Linked DNA regions of Mus musculus: regions 1 and 2 are each linked to region 3. A link is a contact called in public HiCAR-type and promoter capture Hi-C data. All regions are on one chromosome and are shown on one strand. Each heading gives the region's core, a stretch centred on a gene start, on an enhancer-like site or on the middle of the called end of the contact. The rest is flanking DNA. Distances are from core to core; before and after follow the strand shown.

Evidence for each region. Promoter capture Hi-C pulls out the DNA fragments that hold promoters and counts their contacts. HiCAR-type assays count read pairs that join an accessible place to other places.
Region 1: a promoter capture Hi-C map of embryonic stem cells shows a contact between it and region 3, with 2.2 times the contacts expected there. The contact joins the promoter of Stk35os1 here to the promoter of Anapc1 in region 3.
Region 2: a HiCAR-type map of astrocytes shows a contact between it and region 3, with 2.7 times the contacts expected there. The contact joins the promoter of Kcnip3 here to the promoter of Anapc1 in region 3. A contact is called at or near these places in 1 of 39 promoter capture datasets (hippocampal neurons) and 2 of 115 datasets of contacts at active chromatin or transcription factors (astrocytes and microglia).

The regions. Positions count from the first base shown.
Region 1 is chr2:129,798,788-129,802,756 of GRCm38.p6, forward strand. It overlaps Stk35os1 (serine/threonine kinase 35, opposite strand 1), which reads right to left and starts at 2,672. Exons shown (of 1, transcript NR_029452.1): 1 at 1-2,672. Stk35 (serine/threonine kinase 35) reads left to right here and starts at 1,730. Exons shown (of 4, transcript NM_183262.3): 1 at 1,730-2,059; 2 at 2,617-3,217. The coding sequence starts at 1,754.
Region 2 is chr2:127,518,465-127,522,817 of GRCm38.p6, forward strand. It overlaps Kcnip3 (Kv channel interacting protein 3, calsenilin), which reads right to left and starts at 2,928. Exons shown (of 9, transcript NM_019789.4): 1 at 2,774-2,928. The coding sequence starts at 2,788. All of the region lies in intron 2 of Gm35478 (a long non-coding RNA gene), which reads left to right.
Region 3 is chr2:128,685,550-128,690,057 of GRCm38.p6, forward strand. It overlaps Anapc1 (anaphase promoting complex subunit 1), which reads right to left and starts at 1,846. Exons shown (of 48, transcript NM_008569.2): 1 at 1,604-1,846; 2 at 275-511. The coding sequence starts at 487. Gm39931 (a long non-coding RNA gene) reads right to left here. Exons shown (of 5, transcript XR_001783466.2): 3 at 4,158-4,243; 4 at 3,829-3,898; 5 at 2,268-2,470.

The sequences.
Region 1 (3,969 bases), core at 1,422-3,921, 1.1 Mb after region 3:
AACCTATAACCCCCAATAGGTTAGTAACAATATTTGAAGATGAACCCTTTAAAGAAATTTAAGTTGTTTAAATTGTGAGGTTGGGTATGGTGGTGCACACCTTTTGATCCCAGCACTTGGGTGGCAGAGACAGGCAGATCCCTGAGTTTAAGACCAGCCAAAGCTAAGTAGAGAAACCCTGTCTCCAAACAAACAAACAAACAAACCCAACCAACCAACAAAACAAAAACAAAAAACAAAAAACCCAAATCACCACCAATTAAAAAAAAAAAAAAACCCAACAACCCAGCAACAACAAGGAAAAGAAGTAAAGGAGTTTCGGTTAACAACGAGGCTGTTGGAATCCTTATCCAATAAGGCTAGGTGCTGAGGACTCGTATATTGGACTAGAAGAGAAAGGAAAGGACAATCGGTAAACCTTGAGATGGCATAGTAAACAAAAGCATGGCATTGTTCATGGTTCTGCACTGTATTGAGAGTGTGCTAGAGAGTATCTTTGTCCTTGGGAAAAAAACACACACACACACATATATTTGTGTGTGTGTATATATATATGTGTGTGTGTGTGTATATATATATATATGTATACATATATATCTTATAAATATAAAAGGATTTACAACATGTATACATTCATACATACATATTTGTGCACAGAACATGAAAATATAGCAAAACAATGTAATTCTGGCAAAAAAAAAGATGAGACTTTACTATTCTTACACCTTGTGTGTATATGTGACCACTTACATACAGAAAAGCTATAGAAATTCTAGAAACTCTTGTTTATTGTTTTACATTACATTTAATCTGTCTTGTGTGTATTTTAACACTGTTCTAAGTACTTTAACTGTGAGACATCTACGAAGACACAAGGTTGACTGTCTCCTCCAGTGTCAAGAGTCGCAATTAAGGCAAAGACTGTCGTGTCTACTCCTTTTTCCCCAGACTTAAAATAGTGTGTAGCAGAAACTCTAGTTACTGTCCTTCAATATCAGCTAACAAAATACTGGGCACCTTCTAGGCATTGGAGTACAAAGCAGGGTACAAAATACTTTAAAAAACCACGCCTAGGGGCTGGAGATGTAGCTTTGTAAAGTGCCTGTCTAGCATGCACAAAACCCTTGGATTCCTAGCTCTGTACAAACAAATAGGGTGTATAAATTGGGTGTGGTGGTGCCCGCCTTTAATCCCATTACTCGGGAGATGAAGACAAGAGGAAAAGTTCAAGATCATTCTTAACTACACAGCCATTGTGCTCCCTCCCACCACAATGGGCGGCCGGGGTGAAGGGTATCAAAATCCAAGCCCAAAGCAGCTTATATCAGGCACTCAATTAGCCAGCCATCATATTTCACTTGGTCCTTTGCAACCTTGGAAGTGCGGACCACCCGGGTTTGGCAGAGAAGGATACTGAGGATTAAGTGCGGCTGAGATCATTGGGGTCATTAGTGGGCGTGGAGATTAGCGTTCTAACCCTGGTCTCAGCTGTGAATCGATTACACCTAAGCCATTCCCCCAATCAGCATCAAGTGCCGAGTGCGGGCGTAGAGGTACGATGCAGGTCAAGTCCGGAAAGGCGTTTGCGGAGTGCAGGCGCCTCGCGAAGGCCCTCGGTACAAATCGCGGGATTTTGGCGCGCTCTTTTTGTTGGCTGGGTGTTCTCGCCAGTGATTGGTTCCGGGCTGTCGCGGCGGCTGGGTCTACCTCGGCTGCAGAGAGGCGGCGCGGCTCTCCGCTGGCCTCCTGGGGGATGGGCCACCAGGAATCTCCGCTGACCAGAGCGGCGGCGGGAGGTGCAGCTTACATAAAGAGGTTACGTAAAGTGCTCAGCTGGCGTGAACTCGGGGACGGCCACGGGAACCTGGAAGCCGAGGCCTCCCCCGGGAGCGTTGCTGTCATCACAAGAGCAGCGCCGCGACGCGCTACACGCTCAGCCAGGCTCCCCGCCTCGCGCCCTACCCGGCTCTGCAGACAAGCCCGGCTCGGAACGGACCATCCTCCGGCGCGGGCTCCAAGGGGGAACCGGTTCGCCCGGAAGAGGAACAGCGCCGGCCAGGTAAGAGGGAGTGGAGGGAGGAAGGGAGGGCCGAAGCGGGAGCCCCGGCGCCCCACCGTAGTCCCGGGGGCGTCACCGGGGCCTCCGCCTGTCGTCCTCGGAAGCCGATCTTTTAGCCGGTTTCCCTTCGCCCGCTGTCCCCGGGGGTCTGGGTCGTCCCGCCGGGCTCTCCTGGGTTTGATTCACGGGACTGTTTACACCGGGAGAAGCCCGGGTAGGACGTGGGGAGGGGCCGTTGAGAGGGGGCTAAGCCCCAGGAAAGTTTAAGCCGGCCGTCTTCGATGGGGACGATCCCTACGGCTTTATTTATTTTTTCTGCTCCTGACGGATAAGTCGGCGAGAGGGGACGGTTTGCGCTTCGGTTTCCGGTCCTCCCTCGGTACTTCCCGGTGGTTCCGTCTTTCCCGCTTTCCTTTCCCTTCCCCCGTTCAATTCGAGACGGTGGCTCCTTCTTAAAGGGGCCGCGACCGGCGGCGGAGGTGGGACGCCGGACGCTTTAAGTTCCTCATCTACCCTTCTCGGCCCGGTGGGTTTTAACTTCTCCCTCTCGCCCTTAGATCACCATCCAAGGTCCCGCTCCTCCACATCTCGGGGCTAGACGGAGGGATGAGGCAAGGGGGGCCCGGGCGGCGCCGTTGCTGCTCCCCCCGCCCCCCGCAGCCATGGAAACGGGGAAAGAGAACGGAGCCCGCAGAGGGACAAAAAGCCCGGAGCGGAAAAGGCGAAGCCCAGTCCAGCGGGTACTGTGCGAGAAGCTGAGGCCGGCGGCCCAGGCCATGGATCCGGCTGGGGCCGAGGTCCCGGGCGAGGCCTTCCTGGCCCGGCGGCGGCCGGATGGCGGCGGCGGGGATGTTCCTGCACGGCCGCGCTACAGCCTCTTGGCGGAGATCGGGCGCGGCAGCTACGGCGTGGTTTATGAGGCTGTGGCTGGGCGCAGTGGGGCCAGGGTGGCAGTCAAGAAGATCCGCTGCGACGCTCCCGAGAACGTGGAGTTGGCACTAGCAGAATTCTGGGCCCTCACCAGTCTCAAGCGGCGGCACCAGAATATCGTGCAGTTTGAGGAGTGCGTCCTACAGCGCAACGGGTTAGCCCAGCGCATGAGTCACGGCAACAAGAACTCACAGCTTTACCTGCGCCTGGTGGAGACCTCGCTCAAAGGTAGACTACAGCCGGCAGTCCTGCCCTCTCCTGGACCCCCTTGTTCTCAGAACCACTCAGTTCTAATAACTGTCTCTGGCTCGCTAAGGTCCTTGACCCGGCTTTGGGACCTTCTTTCTTGCTAGGAAATCAGTCTGTTCCCCAGCCGTTAGCTGACATTCCCTAACAAGCTCACCAAGTGCTAACCTTGATCTTTTTAAGTACTCACTCAGTAGGTGTGAGCCATAATTACAAGCCTAGCATTTTAAAAGATGGATGAAGAGTAGTCCTGGTGGGATTCAAAGTAGTTGGTAGAACTGCAGAAGCCCCCTCATGCCTCTTTCTCATCAGAACCTAGAGGGGAAAAAAAGTAGCAGACCCACCCATGCCATTCTCCTTTCCTGATTTCTAGTTTCTTCCAATTCTGTTCCCAAACCTTGTCTTCAAGTGTGAGGTTTCCTCCGAGAACCCCAACCCTTCACCCGAGAGCAGACAATCATTCAGTTGGTTCTTGGTTTAGTCCCTGAGGGCACCACAGGTTAATAACTCACGCACCCAGTAATAACCCCCTCAGGTGGGCCAAGAGCTGTCGCATAACAAAACAGGTTGCAGCTTTCCCTGCCCTGTTACAATCTCAGTTGTTTTCATAACCCCTGGGGCTGTCTGAGCAGTGATTGTTGCAGAACCATGGGGCTCCAGGAGGCCAAACACCTTGCCTTCCTGTGTAAACTAGAGAAGAGGCAGTGGGCTGCAAGTGTCTTGAGTTCCTGGGG
Region 2 (4,353 bases), core at 1,678-4,177, 1.2 Mb before region 3:
CTGTTCAAGGGAGGGGGAGAACATCAGTCAGCTGGGAGCTGGGGGGAGTCGTGAGTCACCCACGCTGTGCACACATCCTGCCTGGGGCAGGGCTGGTCAAGGCTGATGCTTTCCCCTTTTCCCTCCTTTGCTTTCCCTATGAAAGCCCTCACAGAAGCCATATCAGGGAGCTTGCAACATCCCCTGAGAATCCCAGTGAGGACCAGGGCGCTGAGGGAGCAGAGGGTGCCCCTCACGCCAGCCTGGTTTATCCAAACAGCTTCCACTTTGGGGGAAGATGTGACTAAGAGAAAGGGACTGGACTGAGTTGAGCTGAGTTGGTAGAATGCTTGTCTGGTGTGTGTGAAGCCCAGGGATTAAGCCCCAGCATGAAGTGGGTATGGTGGCAGACACCTGTAATCCCTCCCCTCAGGAGGCAGAGGCAGGGGATCAGAAGTTCAAGGTCATCCTATGGTCCCTAGCAAAGCCTGCTTGGGCTATGAGAAACAGAAAAGGAAGAGAATGGGGGGAGGGGGGGACGACTTCAGGTTCTTTCCTTTTCATGTCTGGATCCACAGCCAAGCAAGGGGAAGTAGGGGCTAATGCAGTCAGGGTCATGACTGGGGCAGAGTCCCTAGTGCCATTGAGTGACAGGCTAAGAAGGCACAAATAGTCTCCAGTCAAACCTCCTTGGCTGCCTGGTTAAAGGCACACCTCTGTCCCCTGGAGTCTGCGCCTATCACTCTCCACCGGACACCCTCACCTAGAGCTTGGTGTCTGTGCTGCAGAAGGCAAGACCGCTCAGATCCAGTCTCAACACTGCATGCAGTTCAGGACCCACCTCTGTTCCTCACCTATAGAGTAAGAACAACACCAAGTCCTGGGTGCGCTGCATGAGGATAACGGTTTAGGAGGGGAGGTCCTGTCTGTGCTCAGTTACCGCTTCTGCAAACAGGGCAAATTAAGGTCAGACTTGCAAGAAGCTGGGGAGGCTCCCAGAGCCAAACTGACCCAGTGTCCACTTTACCACCTCTGAATCTGGATGCTGCTGGCTCTCTCCTCCCAACACAGGGTTTGGCCAGGAGGCCTGGCATTGTGGTCAGTGCCCACTCTGCAGGGCCAAATGAAAGCTACTAAAGGGACGGCTAGGGTATGGTGAGAAGGCAGGGACAGAACTGGGTCAGCTAGTGACTGTGACAAGTGTGGCCATCTCCCAGCCTATGTTAGTTGCTGTCCGTCCTGCTACCTCCATAATCTCCTACTGGTAGGGGACAGTAGGGACTTTATCCAGCTCCACTGTCACTGTGGTGCTGGCTTCCATCTTGGGCCAAGCTACACATGGAAATCCAGGGGGCAGCCATAAGCCTAATGAGTTCCATGAGTGCCCAGGAGCCAATGGTGGGCACAGTGGAGGCCACAATGGCCAATAGAACAGCCAAGTGGACTATGGGACTCTGACCTCACACTCTGCTCATCTGGTAGGGGAGTAGTGGTTAAGGACCCAGGAAGAATTCTGGGAATTAGAGCCACCAGAGATGGGTAAAGGGAAGGGGGCTATGCTATCCCCTGCTGATGGACAGTGCCAGCTGTGTGCAGGTCTATGCACACATGGCTGTAGAACTCCCTGTATCTGTGGACACACAGAGTCACGTTGCTGGGCTCTGTGAGGGAGGGGTACAGTCATAGGGTATCTGTGTGTCCAATGTCTGTAGATGCACACAGCTTCACCTATCATCTGAGTGTGGATGTGAGTCTGGGACAGAGAGCTGTTTATGCTTCTGCTGTGCCAGTCCAGAGCTTTCTAGAGACAGGTGTGACAAGAGAGAAAGTACCTTTCAAGGTACCCTGCCCTTGTGCTCAAAGGGCTTTGTTCCATCTGCAGATCCTTCATGGTATTCTGGGAACTGGACCAGAGGACAGGGATAGTAACCTGGACTCTGGGGCAGAATGGCCTGAAATCAGTCTCCAGCCCTCTCTGGGCTGCTTGCCCTCATTGGGAGTGGGGCAGGAAGACATCTTTTGGGAAGAAAGACTGTAAGATGCCAGCCCAATATCTATTTTTTTTTTTAAATAAGACCTTGATTTCCTTATTTGGGGCATTCAACCGGACCTGGATCTGATCCTTTCTCCCCCTAAGCAAGATTACCCTGGACTTGTGTGCGGCATCCAGGTCAGACTTTCTGAGGGTCGGTGCTAAGCTGGAGCACACCTTTTGTTTTTTTTTTAATTTTTTTTTTGTCTCTCTTCTTCCCCTCACCTGGCTACTATTTCTTGAACTTTGTACCGGGTGCCTCTTTGCCTCCCCTCTCTCTCCATCCCCCAACAGCTCCACAGAGGCAGAGATGTTTGTGATTTTATTAGGGGTCTCATAGTGCTTTAAGAAGAAGGGGGGGTCTTCATTCATTCATTGATGGATTACTTGAAAGCTTTGCCCGTTGGCTTGCCCACACACATAAGACATCCTTTTCCATGCTCCTGTGTCTCACTAAGATCTATGAGGCTAGGGTCAGGGTCAGCTACCCCAGCCCCTGCCCCAAGGACCTAACTGAACAGGACCAGCCATGGAGCTAATTTCAAGCTTCTCTTCTGTCCACAGACACCCAGAGCCTCTTCCATCCAAAGGCCACGGGATTCCAGCCTCCCAGGCAGGAATGCTCTGAACAATTACTTTCCCTTATATGGATTAGCGAGAGTAGGGGCCAAGGACCACTGTGAAAATACTCTCTAGTCAAGACCAACATCAGAGCCCCACCTTCCCCAAGTCCAGGCAAGTCCTCAGCCCCTCAGCGCCTACCTTGGTCCTCTGCATCTCTGCTGCTGAAAGGGACCGTCACTAATCTTCCCGCTTTGCAGCCCGAGCAAGCCAGACTGCTTGGTCCGGCTGGCAGCTGCCTCATGTTTGCTTGGACCCAGACGCAATTGTCACTGGAGGTTTCTCTCCCGCCCCCTGCCCACTCCTTCCACCCTCCCTTCCTTCCGAGTCTTAGCTCCACCTCTCTTCCTCTGCCTCTTCCCTCCCCCTCTTATCTCCCCCCTCCTTCGCCTCCATCCTGACAACCTCCAGTTTCTCTTTTTCCTGTGCTCCTAGTCCTGGCCTCTCAGCCTATCTGGCCCCCAACCCCCCTTGCTTAGTTAGGCTCAGGGTCTGTCCCTGGTTCTCATCTCCCTCTAGTACAGGGTCTGTTCCTACCCTTCCCAGTCACAGGGATAGAAGGGAGGGTACTCCACCACCAGTCCCTGCGCAGGACAGAGAGGAGCCCTTGGGATTACGTCACTAAGGTAACACCTGGGGTCCTAACACCTCTTGTTGCTCTCCCCTATCTGTTAGTCACCTCTGTGCGACCCCTCATAGGCCTTGCTGTATGAAAACCTTCCAAGCTGGAGCGAGCACTTCACACTTTCCCAGTTTCACTGTCCTTTGACTTGAGGTTGGGACCAAATTCAGGCATTCAGAGCAACCACGGGACCTCCCCTAGATCTCCTGGCGTGGGACCTGGGGATGGAGAAGGGATCGAGGGTCCTGACCGTCCTCGGGAAGGCTCCTTCCTGCCCTGTGGGAGACAAGCTCTTGGGCATTTTCTAATGCCCAAGGGAATCCACCAGGAGCCAGGTACGGAGACCAGCGCCAAGTTTCCCTTTTTGGCGCCCGGAGGAGCCTGCCAGTGCCAGTAGTTCCCATGGAAACAGAGCCTGAGCCATCCCCTCTTTCCCAGAAAGCCCAGGAGCACTTGCTTGCCCTTCCTACCCTGTCCCACCCCCTTTTTATTGAGTCAGCCAATTAGCGGCAGCTGCTAGACCCTCCCCGGGCAAAACCCTGGGGCTGTTGATCCCGAGGCAGGAAAGCTGTCCCCAGAGGGGAGGGGACAGTTCTGCCATCTGCACAGCAGGACTTCACTCCGGGCAAGAGACTCTCCCACAGAGGGCTCTCTGGGAAAGAGGACGACAAGGGTCCCAGAGGCTCCGGGGTCAGTGCCAATCTTCCAAACTGACTTGGCATTAGGCAAATTCCCATAAGGCCTTGGAGTGGCATAGTGGGCTTAGAAGAAAAGGGTCATTATCCCAGTCTATGTTAATGATGGCAAAACTCAGGAAAGCTGAGTCTTTACCTATCCAACAAAGCAGTATATCCAGACTGTGTTCACTCAGAGCCAGTTCTGGAGGAACTCTCTACCCACCAGTTACATGTCCACGATTCAGGAATCAAGCCCTGTCCTTACTTGTGGCATTTTTTGAGAGGCAGGGTTGTCTGAGCACTCCACTCCAAGTCAGTGCCTCTTTCTAGAGAGCCACAAGTCTCTGCTTGGCTCCCTTGCTGAGATTCCACTCCTCTGATAGGAGCTCCTTGGGAGTAACAGGCTGTGGCAGAGCCAGCCT
Region 3 (4,508 bases), core at 596-3,095:
ATTTAGTCACCAAAGAGTATAAAACCTGATTACCCACATCTGAAGTGAGGATAAAGTTTAAAATGAGCCATGATTAAAGTACTCAACTCTCATTACAAGTTACACAGCATGCCTATGTAGGCAGCACCATATTTCAGCACTGACTGAAATGACCAAACATTAGCTTTTAACCAAGTGCCAACATACACTTATTTCTCACATGCATATAGGCAGCTTTATATTAGCACGGTATTCATTCTAAATTTCAAAAGTATGATGAGAATCTTAATAAAACCTTCTGTTTCTCATGGATTGTAACCTCCTGAAGAGATCCCACCAAGCCAGCTGCACCATCAGAAGACCATAACTCAGAGGCTGGCTGCAGCTGACGAAGCTGAAGGTTCAGAGCGTTAGGGTGGTGCTTGCAGTGGTCTCGGCCAAAAGGAACAAATTCCTGCAAATCCCCGGCTGCAATCATCGTTGCCCTTTCTTCAGAGAAGTTCGACATGGGTTCCAAATATGAACATTATTTCTGTGTGAATCCAAACGCATTCTTGTCAGCCTTCTAGTCAAAACTAAGTTATTACTACAGAGACCCGAGTGGAGCTAGGTCAGAAACATGGGGATCCACCTCACAGACATTTCGACACACGGCATGTAAAGATAACTAACATTCAAACATTCTGTGGCATAGTATGTGCCTTTTTGTCTCTGAGGAAACCTCTACAACAGCATTTGTTAGCAGCACTATAACCCTCAGTGTTTGAAATGGCACTTAAGAATAACAACTGCTAACTAAATTTGACTTGAAGCTCTCATCTAAAGTCTTGTTGGCATCATTTTTTTTAACAATCTGAAAGCCTCTAGTTTATACGAAGCCCTCTATAGCTACAAAATCTTCCTTGCTGTGACTTAAACGTCATTCCTGAAATGATTACGCCAAAAAACAGGCCCAAGTTTCTTTTTCACCTCCTAGAAATAAAATCAATATTGAGAACAGAACTTGAAAAACACATATGCCTTATGAAAAGTAGGGGCTTATCAAAATGTGGCTGGCCTTTCCAAATTCTATTCAACAAAGCAGTCAACATTAAAGAACTTGCAACTTTACCCGACGTTTCCTCATGCAAACATGCAATGTCATTCCCTTTTAGCTTAAAACGAACCTACAGGATAACTTTTTATAGCATCATTTTCTCAGTTAGATGCCTTTTAACCCAAAGACATCATACTTAATACTTTTACAGTTCTCCAAAAGTTGTTAAACGTGTTATTCGTTACAGGCCACATAAAAGCATTGAGTTGACATGCTAGAAATAAAACTGTCATTACTGGTTACTAGGAACATATGCAAACAGCGGGACCCTGAGCTGGGTCTCTACAAAAACAGGCTTTCCGTGCTTTTGAGTGAACCGCGCCACGGCGTAGCGGCCGGAGCATCGGCTCATGGCGCGTCGGGCCAACCCGGAAAGCCCAGTCTGATACTGGGGTTCCTCTCACCCCAGCAGGAGCTCAAGGCCAGCCCCGGGGCGCTCAGCCCTTGGGGCACCCGGTGCAGCGAAATTCCAACACCAAGTCGCAGCGATGCGCGACCCGGCCCGGCCCGACCCGGCCCGGCCCGCACCTGAATAACTCGGGACGCGTCAGGCGCTTGCGAGCCCCGGCTGCTCCCCGGAGGCACAAGGGCCGCGAAGGCCCGAGAGCAGCGACAGGACCGTCACGATGACTCCTCACCGCCCCAGTTTCTCATCCCTTTTCCCTCCCGGATGCCGGAGGAAGAATGGGCGGCAGCGGGACACCAAAGACTTGCGAACAACTCAAATGGCTGGAGCCATCTTGGATTTCCCGACCTGCCTCGCGCCAGGGCAGAGCCAGGCTGGGGACGCGCGGCAGCGGAGAGGACCTAGCGCCTGCGCAGTTGAAAAAGGTGTCTGTGCAAGTGCCTATAGCGAAGGCGGTCACTTAACGACGTTACCTCTTTAACAAACCAAATCTCTAAGATCCTGAACTACCTTCTCAATTGAGCTAAGTTAGGTAATTTTTTTTCCCAGCTGGTTGAGTTTCCTTCTCATCTCAAAAGGGGATGTGTGCCTCCTGGCTGATGAATGGGAGCGGAAGGGAGACCACTCATTTTCTCAGGATTGCATGGAAAATTCTCTACCCGGAAATCACACACCCCCACCCAAGATGGGCTTTAGTCCGTTAACTGTTCGTCATCGCTAAGAAAAAAAAAAAAAAAAAAAAAAAAATGGTGAGGCCTATCATAGCCTAAAGAATAAAGAGTTCCAGTCCATTTCTTTGCTCCAAAATTCAGTTTGTTGGAATTTGATAACTTCACTGTAATTGTCTATTGTGATACACATTTATTTTAGTTCATTCTCATCCCTTTTCTTGGAACGCCATCCTTCAGAGCTTGAAGCTGCACTGCAACAGGAAGGCTTGCTCTTAGAACTTGGTGAGCGGAATGCCTGCTTAGCTGAAATTCGCTTGCCTGGATAATCAAAAACAGTCAAATTAACACATATTCCACATGCTCTGCTCCGACCTCTTGATTCCTCCCCGCAAAACCTCCCTATCCTACAAAGGCCTTTCTATCACACACTAGGCTATCTGGAAGAACAAACAGAAGAAAACCCAACAAGGAGCACACGTAAGTGGCCTGTCAATCTCACTGCTTCCATTCTCTACCCTCTACCTCTTGCCCCATCACACAGTTTGTCTACAACCCCATCAACCCTACCAGGAGTCACTTGGACTAGGATACCCCACTCTCCACTGTGTTCTGAGCAACCAAGCCATTGTCATTCTCCTTGAGTCTATGATATCTTCTGCCACTGCCAGCCTAGGATGAGGGAGATGGGGATTGCCTTCTGAAGAGGCCGTACTTAGAAACCCAAACCGATAGGGAACAAACTGGTCGGTGAATGAAAACAAGGACGTGACCACTCCTAGATATGGTTGAGGAGGTTTTTATTGTAGATATTGAGGAATTGGGAGGAGTTGGGCTACAGCTCTTCTCTGCCGGGTGTCCTTGGTAAAATTACAATTATCGCATCTCTGGTTGTAAGGTATAGAAACAAAATGGCTTTTTGCTGGCTATAGAGAACAAAGAGCTTCTTTCCAGCTGTATTTTTAGAGATCAGGGAAAACAAACTTGGGGGAATGTTTTAGGGGCTTTACCTCCCAGGGAGAAACGCTCTAAGTCGGGGTCTCAGAATATGAGGGAGAGAACAGCCAGAGGTTCCTGGAAGAGTCTGGACTGAACACAAGCAGCAGAATAGACCAGGCCATGAGAGGATTGAGGAGGAAAAGGGGACAAGAGAGAAAGAAAAGAGAGAAGCCCAAGCAAAGCAAAAGAGATCCAAGAGCAAAGCCAAGAGGACCAAGGGAATGAAGACCAAGAGAAAAGCCAGAAATCAAGACAACCTGTGGCCAAAATGGCTGGGGTTATATAAGGAGGAGTCGGGAGGTTGGGGGAAAGGAGGCTAACTGTGGAGCTAGAGAGGTTTAGGATTGGGGTGGGTGGATGAGAAGTGCTGAGAGGAGCCAGGCACTAGTGGTGCTGGGAGAGCCTGATATGTTAATAGGCACCTCAGTTAACCATTTGTCCTGAATTCCTTTGGGACCTAACAGCCAATAAGAACAAAACAGGAAGGAGACCCTTGTATGTTGTCCTTTTTTTTTTCTCTCTCTCTCTTTCCTGTAGACTGTTCTATTGAATTTTTGACTGCACAACCTGTCAGGAAATACACGGCATGACTGAGAGGGCACATCCATCCGTCTGCAAGTTGGTGGCATTTGGTTGTAATGTGCAGCCAGTGCAATATTTGTTCTGTCTTCTTTACCCACCCTTGTCCTCTTTTCTTCATCCTCTCTCCAAACAGGGCTAACCACCAGTACTCTTCATCCTTGGGTCACCCTGAGGAACACAGAACACATAGCTGGCTGTTCAACTTGAGAATTAGGGAGCCCCTACAAAAGGTTATCTCAACTGTCATTGGTGGACGTTCCTTTCCCTGAGCAAATCTCTTAGGGTGCCTCTTTGTGGTTTCAGCCTATATGACAGCAAGGCCTACTCTGATTGTCCCTCTCTAACATATTTATCTTAGTTAGCTCCCTATTGCTGTGATAAAATGACCAATGACAACTTATAGGCCAAAAGGTTCATTTTGTCTTACCTCATTCAGGAAGTCAGGGCAGGAACTGAAGCAGAGGCCACAGAGAGGTGTGATGTAATGGCTTGCTCCCCCAGGGTTTGTTGAGCCTGCTTTTTAAAAAAATATCCATTGAGTCCACTTAGTTGCATGTGCATGGATGTGGGACCATCTACTGGCTCATGGATAGCCTCTCAGGGGATGCATCCCTGGAGAAAAATGACTTTCAAGAAAAGGTGTTGGGAGAGATAGGGGAGAACTTGGAGAGGAGGATGGGGTGGAATTGATGAAAACACATTTATATGCAAGTATGAATATAGACAAATCTTTTAAAAATAAAAATGCTTCTTTCTGGGATGAGAGTCTTTTTCTATT